2 separate regions of the Capsicum annuum genome follow, and region 2 is linked to region 1. A link is a contact called in public Hi-C data. All regions are on one chromosome and are shown on one strand. Each heading gives the region's core, a stretch centred on a gene start, on an enhancer-like site or on the middle of the called end of the contact. The rest is flanking DNA. Distances are from core to core; before and after follow the strand shown.

What was found. Hi-C and Micro-C count contacts between places; a contact is called where the count stands out from the background.
Region 2: a Hi-C map of pericarp shows a contact between it and region 1, with 2.8 times the contacts expected there. The contact joins the enhancer-like site here to the promoter of LOC107872079 in region 1. A contact is called at or near these places in 3 of 5 Hi-C or Micro-C datasets (leaf, pericarp and placenta).

What each region holds. Positions count from the first base shown.
Region 1 is chr1:34,732,844-34,738,141 of UCD10Xv1.1, forward strand. It overlaps LOC107872079, which reads right to left and starts at 2,405. Exons shown (of 1, transcript XM_016718886.2): 1 at 127-2,405. The coding sequence starts at 1,911. The coding sequence ends at 439.
Region 2 is chr1:35,055,218-35,060,515 of UCD10Xv1.1, forward strand. It overlaps LOC107854277, which reads left to right. Exons shown (of 5, transcript XM_016699288.2): 5 at 543-880. It also overlaps the pseudogene LOC107854274. Among protein-coding and RNA genes, the nearest start is that of LOC107854277, 14 kb to the left of the region's middle. Within about 2 kb of position 2,119, at least 3 of the 5 cell types and tissues checked have an H3K27ac peak or open chromatin away from gene starts, as enhancers often do. A contact at or near this core is called in leaf and pericarp, where this site is marked.

The sequences.
Region 1 (5,298 bases), core at 1,155-3,654:
GATACTGGAAATCAAATTAATGCACTCACATTCAAAATATGAAACAAACGAAAGGAGAGTTATAAGAAAATACTCCGTATAAAATGATGTAAAGGAAGTACTTTTATCTAAACGATAGGAAAAACATAAAATGAATTTCAGAATTTTTTATTAATAACATCTTTATAAATTACAAATTGCAAGAAATATATAGATATAAAAAAGAAAGATAAAATGTTGGACAATGAAAATCTTCTTTTCTCTCCAGAAAATTTAAACCATTAAGGGACCGTTTGGTTGGGAACAAGTTATTCCGAGATTATTAATCTCGGGATAAGTTATTCCATCATGCATCTATGATAACTTATCGGTATAAATGGTGGAAATTATCATACCTTATACCTTATACCAAACCAGACGAATCCCAAGCGGTAAAAAAGAGAATGGTAAAGAAAAAGTTTAGCTCTTTTTCTCCACTTCACCGCCTTCTACTAAATAAGCTTTCTTCCTTCTATCTACACAAGTTGAGAGGCAAATCACAAGGAAAAAAGTGGCATAAATGGCATGAAATTTCCAGCTAGTCTTAGGTGGTTGGTGCAACACAGCCCTGTGAAACACTGTCATGTAATAATGAAGCCCAACAGAAAAGCCCACAATTGTCTGGGCCAGGCTTATAAACTTGGTTGTAGGCCCAGTCTTAGTGGAAAACACCAAGATGAGGTACATTAACAACATCAGAAGGTACAACACATAAGCAAGAGTTTGCAACAACTGTAAGCAAATGTAAGTGGATTGTGCAGTAGCATAGAAAAACTTCAATGGCTCTAAGCCAGTGACCAATGAAGATAGACAGAGGATGGAGAAGTAAATGGAGAGGTAAACTTGGATGAAAATGAGGAGTTTTTGGAGAGAGAAATAGGCTTTGATTTTATTGAAAATGAGAGAAACAAGAAGGAGAGGGATCAAAATGAATGCAAATGAGATTACAGAAGCAATTGTTGGTGCATATTTGTTTCCAACATAAGGTTTGAAGTTCTTGGTGATTTCTTTGTTTGCCTTGTTGAGGTAAACCTTTGAGGTCTTTGAAATTCTCTCCAAATCTGGCAAAAGGGTTTCTTGCAATTTGGAGGGCAAGTCTCTGAATTCAGTAATCAAATCATCATCACCATCATCATCTTCAACCCAGCTGTACTGTGAATTTTTCTGGCTTGTGTGTTGTGTGTTGGCTTTCTTGACTGTTGTCTGGTTTTTACTGGGTGGTGTTTTGGATTTGGTCTCACTGGTGTCTTTTTTCAATTGTGTTTCAGTGGCTTTGGCTGCTTTGTCTGTGGGCTGGTTTTTAATTGGGGTATTTGATTTGGTCTCACTGATGCCTTTGTCCAATTGGGTTTTAGTGGCTTTGATTGTTTTGTTCTTGTTCTTGGGAGAAGAAGTTGAGCTGATTTTTGGTAGATCTGAGGACTTGTTGGTAGTGGAAGAAGTGATTTTGGTTGAAGTTGAGGACTTGGAGGGAGTGGGATTGAGCTTCTGAAGTTGGGATTTGAAGGTAATTAGTTTCTCTGATTTGGTAATGGTAGAACTAGGATTGGTTTTATTCTTGGTTTGTGATTCAGAAACGGAAAGTTTTGATTTTGAAAGCTTTGTTTGGTTCTTGCTACCAGAGATAGAAGAAGTTTTGATTTGCTTGGTTTGATCCTTAAAAGAGCTACTAGTGGTTGATTTGAGGAGTTTGGTTTCGTTCTTGGAAGCAGCAGAAAGTGAAGTTGTAGTGATTTTCTTCTTAATTGGCTTTGGCTTATTCTCTAGCTCCAACATTCTTCTGCTTCTAACATTATTTGGGGGTTGGACCTCACTATGTGCAGGAATGAATGAAAGAGTGAATAACACAAAAACAAGACAAAGTACAAAAAGTACCTTAGTAAGTGGAGCCATATGTACTGAAATCTATGATGACTGATCTTGTTCTGAAGATCGAATGAGGCTTCTCCAAGATTGGATCTGAATTTTAGACAAGATAATTAAAAAGCGAGTGAAGAAAGGGGAAACATTAAAAAAAGGGGTGATAGATATTTGTAGGACTTTTTAGTGTGTGTGAAAAGGGGAAGGGGAGCAAGGTATAGGAGAGACTTTAATGCCAAAGTATATGTCACATGGAGCAAACAGACAAAGAAAGTATCCATATACTACGTACGCGTTTTGCCTCTATAATACTCCTTGTGTTTTGAAGTTTAATCATTCTTCCTATGAAAAGAGGGGAATTACTTTGAACTTTGAAGAATTTAGAATCTTTTTTTTTTTTTGTTTAGTTGCACATACTATTCATTTTTCGGTGCTGCACCCATATTGACACGATATGAATGTGGAATCGTTACTGATATGGTCAATGGTCAATTGATTTAGGATACTTTGACCAAAATCGATTGAGAAATTCAAGAGCATATAATAATTTCTGAAATCAAAATAAAAGATAGGGTGAAATCATAATTTAGACATACTTTACTTTTTATCAATAATAGATCTTTGTTGTAAAAAAGTGCGCAACCAGAAGGTGCTTTAAAGAACTTACCGTGTTTAATGTTTGTGCCTGCGGCATATTACAATGATATCTGCATAGGTTCAATTGCACGTCGCCTTGAGAAGAAGGAGGGTGGGCCGGTTTGTGTTTACATAATAGACTCTAGGTGTTTTGGCTCCATATCATGTGTTAGGTACCGGTAAGTGCTCCATTATCCAGCTCTCCTTGTTCAAAGTTATTGTTTGTGTACAAATTTTCATGGTTCTTTTCCATTGACTGCTCAGAATTTTTGTATTATGGCATCAACCTTCATGTTGTCCTTTCGTTTTAATCGTTGAAATTGGTTGCTAGGCATTTACACCACACAAAACAGAAACTTCTGATAGTTATTTATTTCTTTGATAAAATGACTAGCAAGACAGTGTCAAGTCGATGTCATCTTTCTCGATACATCTCAATGGTATTGAGCTGCTTCCGGTTTAGTTCACCTTCTTATTTTGGTGCGGGTGCAAAGCTGTTGAATCATGTCCCCGATCTTTGTGCCAAGCAGAATGTTAGCGTTATCTATTTGCATGATGCCATCAATTTCTATAAGAAATTTTGGATTTGAAGTTACTCTTAAAATCCAAAACTATTACACAAACATTACTCCACTAGACTGTTTTGTCCTGACCAAGTTCATCACTCAAACAAAGAAACAGAGTGTGAGCTATTTGATTGAGTCGTCTTGATCACGCCTTTACAATATCGTTGAGGTTCTGAGTCCCTTTTGGTTCTAGTGTTTTTCCTATTTACGGGTTATGTGCCCCCATTAATTTGTGACTCTAGACAGTGCAAGCAGGTTGATGATGGAAACACTTCTGTATCATAATGGGGGGCATATTTTGTTCCAAAAATGCAACAGGTCACGAGTTCGAGCTGTGGAAACAACCTCTTGCAGAAATGCAGGGTAAAGCTACATACAATAGATCTTTCTGGTTAGCCCTTCCCTGAACCCCGTGCATAGAAGGATCTTTAGTGCACCGGGCTACCCGTGCCGGAGCAATGCACTAAGAATTGTGCCTTGGCGAACATGCTGTCATAATCTAAAAACACACATGTTGGGTAATAAAAAACTTCTTGATAGAGAGCGTATTACCTAGTAGGTACCATTTCGAATTACTTGAGCAAGTGAATTTGAATATAGATTTCTTAAAGCAAATCTAATTTCAAATCTGAAGATTCTGTTGTTAATCTTCTTTTCTCCTTAGTTAATCCTGAAAAACACAATTGTCTCTGTCCATCACTATTATGCATTATAGTATCAAAATAAATAGTCAGTCAAGGAGGATAGAAATTTCATATATTATATCATCATCGATGACTAATAGTCGCGTAAGGTGAAATGAAAAGCAAAGATTTCTTTATCGTTCATTAGAGGTGTTGGATTTGAGTTTTAGGAACAAAAATCGTTGATCTAGAGTTTTAGGAACAAAAATTGTTGGTCTTTCTGTGTGAACTAGAAATAGTCGACCAAGTAAATTCGGTGTTGAAAAAGAGAAATTCCTTTTAAGAGGCTTTCCCGTTAAATGGCTCATACAGTATATTAATATAAATCAGTCAAATCAATAAGTACCAAATATAAATAATTAGCTTGAATGTTTGGACTCAATTTGAAGATATTTTTGCTTATCTCATTCCGTATTCCGGGGGAAAAAAAAATTTGGACTAATTTCAGTTCGCATGTGACATATACAATAGTCTGAACAGAACAATTAAACCAATCTGGAAACAAAGATTTATAATAGGAAAGGATGCTCTCTCTTGACTTTTTTATTTCACAATGTCTGCCGCAATATAATGAAACTTAAGAGAATATATAAAAGACTATTTCTATTTTATTATGGAAAAATTATAAAAAATCATAACTTTAATTTCTTTTATTACACAATATCCTCCAAACTAATTACAAATATTTCATATTTACAATTTTTCTCTCTATAATTTATATACATAACTTTACCTTACTTTTCTCACGCTGTTATTTCCTTAGAAGATGCCTACAATCATAATTTTTCAGATTTTGAATTTACTATTCTTCTCAAATGCTTATTTCTAACTGAAACTACCGATTTTGATACAACTCAACGATAACTTCAAACTGCAACTAACTACGACTAAAATTTTGTCCCAAACTACCTCAAATCTTATCCGAATAGTCAGTCCTATATAGATTTTATGTTCAACTACTCTTATCGTTCTAGTTCTTATAAGAAATTATCAGTCCAAAAGAAGTTCTTTTGTGGTTCATTAATTTGTCAAACTTGAGTTCCAAGATCCTTTAAAGTCTATGGAGTGAACTCTTGCTAAGCTGGAAATATCTCTAAACCAGTAAAAATGGTGAAATCACGGGTTAATGAAGATGAAATCATCGTTGAAGTTGAGTGGAAGACACAAGAAAGTTTGGATCATTCTTGTTGAAGGAAAAAAAGTATGTATATGTATGAAATTTGATATTGCCTAAAAATTTTATGTCACATCAGAATTTTTGTATGTATATGTATGAAATTTGATATTGCCTAAAAATTTTATGTCACATCAGAATTTTTATCTCTTCCCTCTTACTCCCTCTGTTTAAAACAGAATGACCTAATTTAACTTGATATGAAGTATAAAAAAATAAAAAAAAACTTTTGAATTTTGTAGTGTTAAACTAAAAATATGTCAAATGTATCAAAATATTCTTCAATTTTGTAATCTTAAATATGTCATGTGACAAATTAAAATTAAAAAGTTATTAAAATAAAAAAGGGATAATTTTTTTG
Region 2 (5,298 bases), core at 869-3,368, 320 kb after region 1:
CCTATCCCCTCCCACCACTCCCACACTGACCCCCACTCTCATTCCATCACTCCAGCCTCCTACCACACACCACTCTCAATAGTGCTTCCTAGGCTATATTGTTCTTGAAACAATAGTTTCTGCCTACTAAATAATGCTAGAAAGTAAGTAAGAAATCACTTTTAACTTTTAGCAACACATCCAAAATTTACTTTTATCTTTTCTAGTATAGATTATTTTTGAGAGTGAATATAAGGAATTTCTTTAAGGTACATTCCACAAGTCTTGAGTGTGACCACTGATTAGAAAAGAGTCCTACCATTTACATTAAATTAATAAATACTAGATATGTGTCTTTGATCGTATACACATTTTTCATTTAAGCATGATGATTCAAGGGTATGCACTTTTACTTTAATTAGATTGATTTGCTTTTTAGTATAAACAACGGATATAGATAAATATTCAAGTTCCTTAACGTACACACAATCTACCTTGTTCCCTCTTTTATTATTGCTATATATGTAAGCTTAGAAACTAAGGAGATACCTCATGTTTTGTAGCTTCTCTTGGAGGAGGTTGATCAATTAGTACTGGAAATTGGTGATCTGTTGGAACAATCTCAGTATGGTGCGCCATGCCGCTTGATAACTTTCTTGGTACTGTAATCCCAAAAGAGAGGTAGAGATAGTGAACCCTTTTATTCAAATCATAGATGGTCAATGTTGGACCAATTCTTTGTAGAATTCTATATGGGGAAAAATTGTATCACAGAGTACGTTATTACTACACCTTATGGAAAGAACCTAATGTTTTGTCGTCGTGACAGCAGTTTTAGTTCTTAAAATTGAAATACCTAAGTTATTCTATGCTAAAATTCTCACTGGATTTCCGTTTTAAAGATCAATATCTTAATTTTTTGTCCTCGATTTATATAGTTTATTAAATATAGACATGTCAAAACTACTCCTCTTTCTTTCATCTCCATCTTCTATGTTAGTGCGATAGAAAAATGAATACTCGTTGCTAATTTGTAATTGATTTAGACTTAGAATGTTGAAGCAACTTGAAGAACACTCTTGTTGAATTGTGCTGAGCTTGATTGTTGAAGAAGACAAAGTAGGTCTATTGTTTTTGAAGACTTGGATCATTGAGAATTGTTGTGATTGGATATCAAATTTAGGTCTACTTTGAAACAAAAACGTGTTACTGAAAATTTTGAGCAAGTCTGGTGATTCGCCAAGTGTTGATCCGCAAGCTAATTTTTGCTAAACTTATTTAAATGTCAAACTTAATGATATGAAAGTATCTTATTTGTGCAAATGAAATAATATACATACTTAAAGACTTCCTTTTTATAGAAGTGGCACGGCTATTTTGTCCAAATCCGAAACCGTACAAATACTCTTAACATCAATTACAACTATCTTACAGCACAATGTCTAAGAAATATCAAAATTGCCCAAGCACGACGGCGAAGTCGTGCTTCCATCTCTTCTATATATAATAAAGTAGTAATACATACATATGGCTTGAGGTAGCAAATTAACAATGTAATAAGCGGCTTCCATCTCTTCTATATATAATAAAGTAGTAATACATACATATGGCTTGAGGTAGCAAATTAACAATGTAATAAGTTTCTTGTGGAAAACACAGAATGAATACCTTTTGTCAAGGATGTCTTTACAATAAAACCAACATTAATTCCATGAAAAAAGGAGGGCTTATATATTCTACCGCTCAAAGAAATAAAATATTGGCAAAAGATTATGTAGCAAAGGGGAAAAGGACTCTGCATGGGAATTACGAACAAAATTTCAGGATATAATTTTGGAACCAAGTTTTAGGATATAATTACGTTATACCCGGTTTTGATTGGAATTGGTACCATTGCAGAAAGGCAGAAAGTTACCTCTTTAATTTGGCTGATTATTCTCCTTTCCTTATTTGCTCCTCTTGCTTGTCCTAAAGGATGAGGGCGACTACTTGTATATAAGAGGAATGAAATTACTACTAACAAAATTGCAAGTTCCTTTTTTTGTAAAAGACAATCAAATGTAATGTTCCAATGCAGCCAGCCAGCTACGACATTCATGTGCATGAGTCAGTGGGTGTCACTTTTGAGCAATAGTTCATAATTAAGGAACGATTTTAAACTTTAAAAGTTGTTATCAAAGAATAGAAGTATAGGTAATAAGGCTTATAGTATACATGAAAAGGGAAACGTGTATAATCAAACTTGTCGCGATGCAAGTGGCTAACATATTATAGAATTTTTTATTTTTGGTTTTTGTTTTTTCATTCGGTGTCTAATACCCGTATTGGAGTCCGACTAATTCGAATTCGCGTCGGATAAGGCCCCATTCGAGGGGTAGCGCTCCCTACCAAGGAATTTTTCATACCCAAGGCTCGAACTTGAGATCTCTTATTAAGAGGAGCAGTTTCATCCACCGCGGCACATCCTTTGGTGGTAACATATTATAGAATTTGCTTGGCACTATTTTGTAGTTTTTTGGCGATTGAGAATATTTCTTTATTTATCCCAACAATGTGGGTGCTAAACACGAATGCTAACATATCATTGTTATCAGATTCATCTAAATGATACTTTTAATGCGGTGCATAAATTTCTGCATAAAAATTTAGAAAAAATGCAGTAGATATGAAGCCATTATCTTAAAAATAGGCTTAATAAATCAACTTCTTTAACTTGCTATTAAATATTTTATTTAAACATTTAAACAATGGCTTGTTCCAAATGAGCATTTGAACACATGATAAAATGTTCATATTAGACGTTTCAGTTCAAATTATGAAAAATTCTTTTGTTCGTGTTCTCAAATATCTGTTAGGTAGTTAAGTTAACCTCATAATAAATGTCATCTCCTTTAACTACATACTTCAACTCAATTAAAGCATGCTTGAGGTTTTATGGCCTATTTAGGATAATATGTAAGGAAAAGGCATAAATATCCCCTGAACTTGTTGCCAAAACTTACTTTAACACTTTAATTTTATCGGTAAATTTTATCTCTCTAAACAACTTTCGCGTGAATTATATTACCCCTTAAGGGCTGATGTCGCCAAAAAAAAAAAAAAGAGCACGTTTTAATTAAAAAAAGTAAAAAAAAAAAAAAGATGAGTCCACCTTTAAATTTTCAGCCTCTAATTTTTGTTCTTCCTCACACCCCACCATCCCCTCTCTTCTTCTTCCTCACAACCCACCCATCTCTTCTTTTTCTCCATTTTTCTTCACCACCATCATCAACCAACTCCAACACAATGTGCATCGAAAATATTTTTAATAAAACATGAAAAATTATAAAATATTTTCTAATATCATCCAAAATTCAATGTCAAAATTATAAAATATTTTCTAATATCATTTTTAATTCAATATCCAATGTAGATTAGTACTCATTAATTCACAGTTACAAAAGTGTCATATTTCCCTCTCTAAAACTGTGTGCTACCAAAATCCAAAGTACTATTATGCTAGTAATAATTTTGGGTAAAAGTATTACTCCCTTCTCCTTCCGCGAATTCGATGGACAATTCCACTGCAGCGATGTCAACGTCACAGCTGCCATTAATCGCCCAATTGAAACAATTAACACTTTTCGTTGTTAGCAACCTTACCATGAGTTGCACTGAGACGGGGAGGGAGGGGGGGGGGGGGGGAAGAAAACATTTTAAAAAAATTTATATATATATTTAAAAAATTTTTTTTGCAAGGATCCGACATGGTAATGATATGACGCTGACTTGGGGGCGAGTGTATTACACTTTTTATTGTAAGAGTGGAGTTACATTTTTGGGATGGTATATAATTCATGCGAAAATTATTTAGAAGGTAAATAAATACTGATAAAGTTAAAGTATTAAAGTAAATTCTGGCGACAAGTTGAAGGGATATTTATGCCTTTTCCCTAATAAGTATGATTAAAGTAAGTAATTTATCTACGTACTAGACACTTGAAAAATTTCCACAATTTTTTCTTCCCAAAATTTGAATCAAAACTGTCTAAAAACACTTTATTATGGGTTCAAATGCTCAATTAAAATAAAAATAAGGAAACACTACACATTATAGATAAAATAATTTAATAATTACATGGTATGGTTAGTATTTTAAAAAATTACAATTCATAATTAATAATTTTTAATAATTACATGGTATGGTTAATGTATATATCAAAGACAAGTGAAGTTTTTTCTCTCATAATTAATTTTTTGTTTTATCTCTTAGCTGATTGGAGTGTTTAGCGACAATAGATCATTCTTTTATTGGACGTTTTAGAGGCAGTATGTATTCCTCCTAATTCAACAGATCTCAAAATTTATTCTAACATATATTAAAGAATATTTTTCTTTCTATTTCTTCTTCCAAATTTCTGATATTTTGTGTTTTTCCCTACACATTCACTATATTTTTTCATAGAAGATTTTCTTAATTCAACTAAATTGTTATCGATTGTATATTATTTGTCAATTATATATGTGTATATGTATAAGTTGTATATTAATTGTATATATGATGTAATTGTATAAGTCGTATGTGTATAAGTCAATTGTATAAGTCATATATGTATAAGTCATACATGTCAATTGTATATGTCAATTATATAAGTCATATATGTACTAGTTGTTAATTGTATATGTACATCTATTTTTTTTTTTTCAATTGTATAGCTGAGTGTTTGTATATTATCATCATGTATAGTAAATAACTATATACCTGTATATATACATTTTACAGAATGTATATTGAGTATGTACATATACATTGTGCATAGTGTATATACAAATATACAAATTATTTTTTAATTCAATCATTATTTTCTTAATACAACTAAATTATTATCAGATGTATATTATCTGTCAATTATATATGCGTATATGTATAAGTTGTATATTAATTGTATATATGATGTAATTGTATAAGTAGTATATGGATAAGTCAGTTGTATAAGTTGTATATGTATAAGTCATATATGTCAATTGTATATGTCAATTATATAATAAGTCATATATGTATAAGTTGTTAATTGTATATGTACTTCTAATTTTTTTTTTTTTTTGTTAATTGTATATCTGAATGTTTGTATATTAAATAACTATATATCTGTATATATACATTTGCAAAAATGTATATTGAGTGTGTACATATACATTTTGCACAGTGTATATACAAATATACGATTCTTGAAATTATAAAAAATAAAAGAATGAGAAAAAGGAGAGGGGAGCGAGATAGAGGGATGGGAATGGAGGGAGGGGAGAGAGATGAGAGAGAAAAGGAGGAGAGAAGCGAGA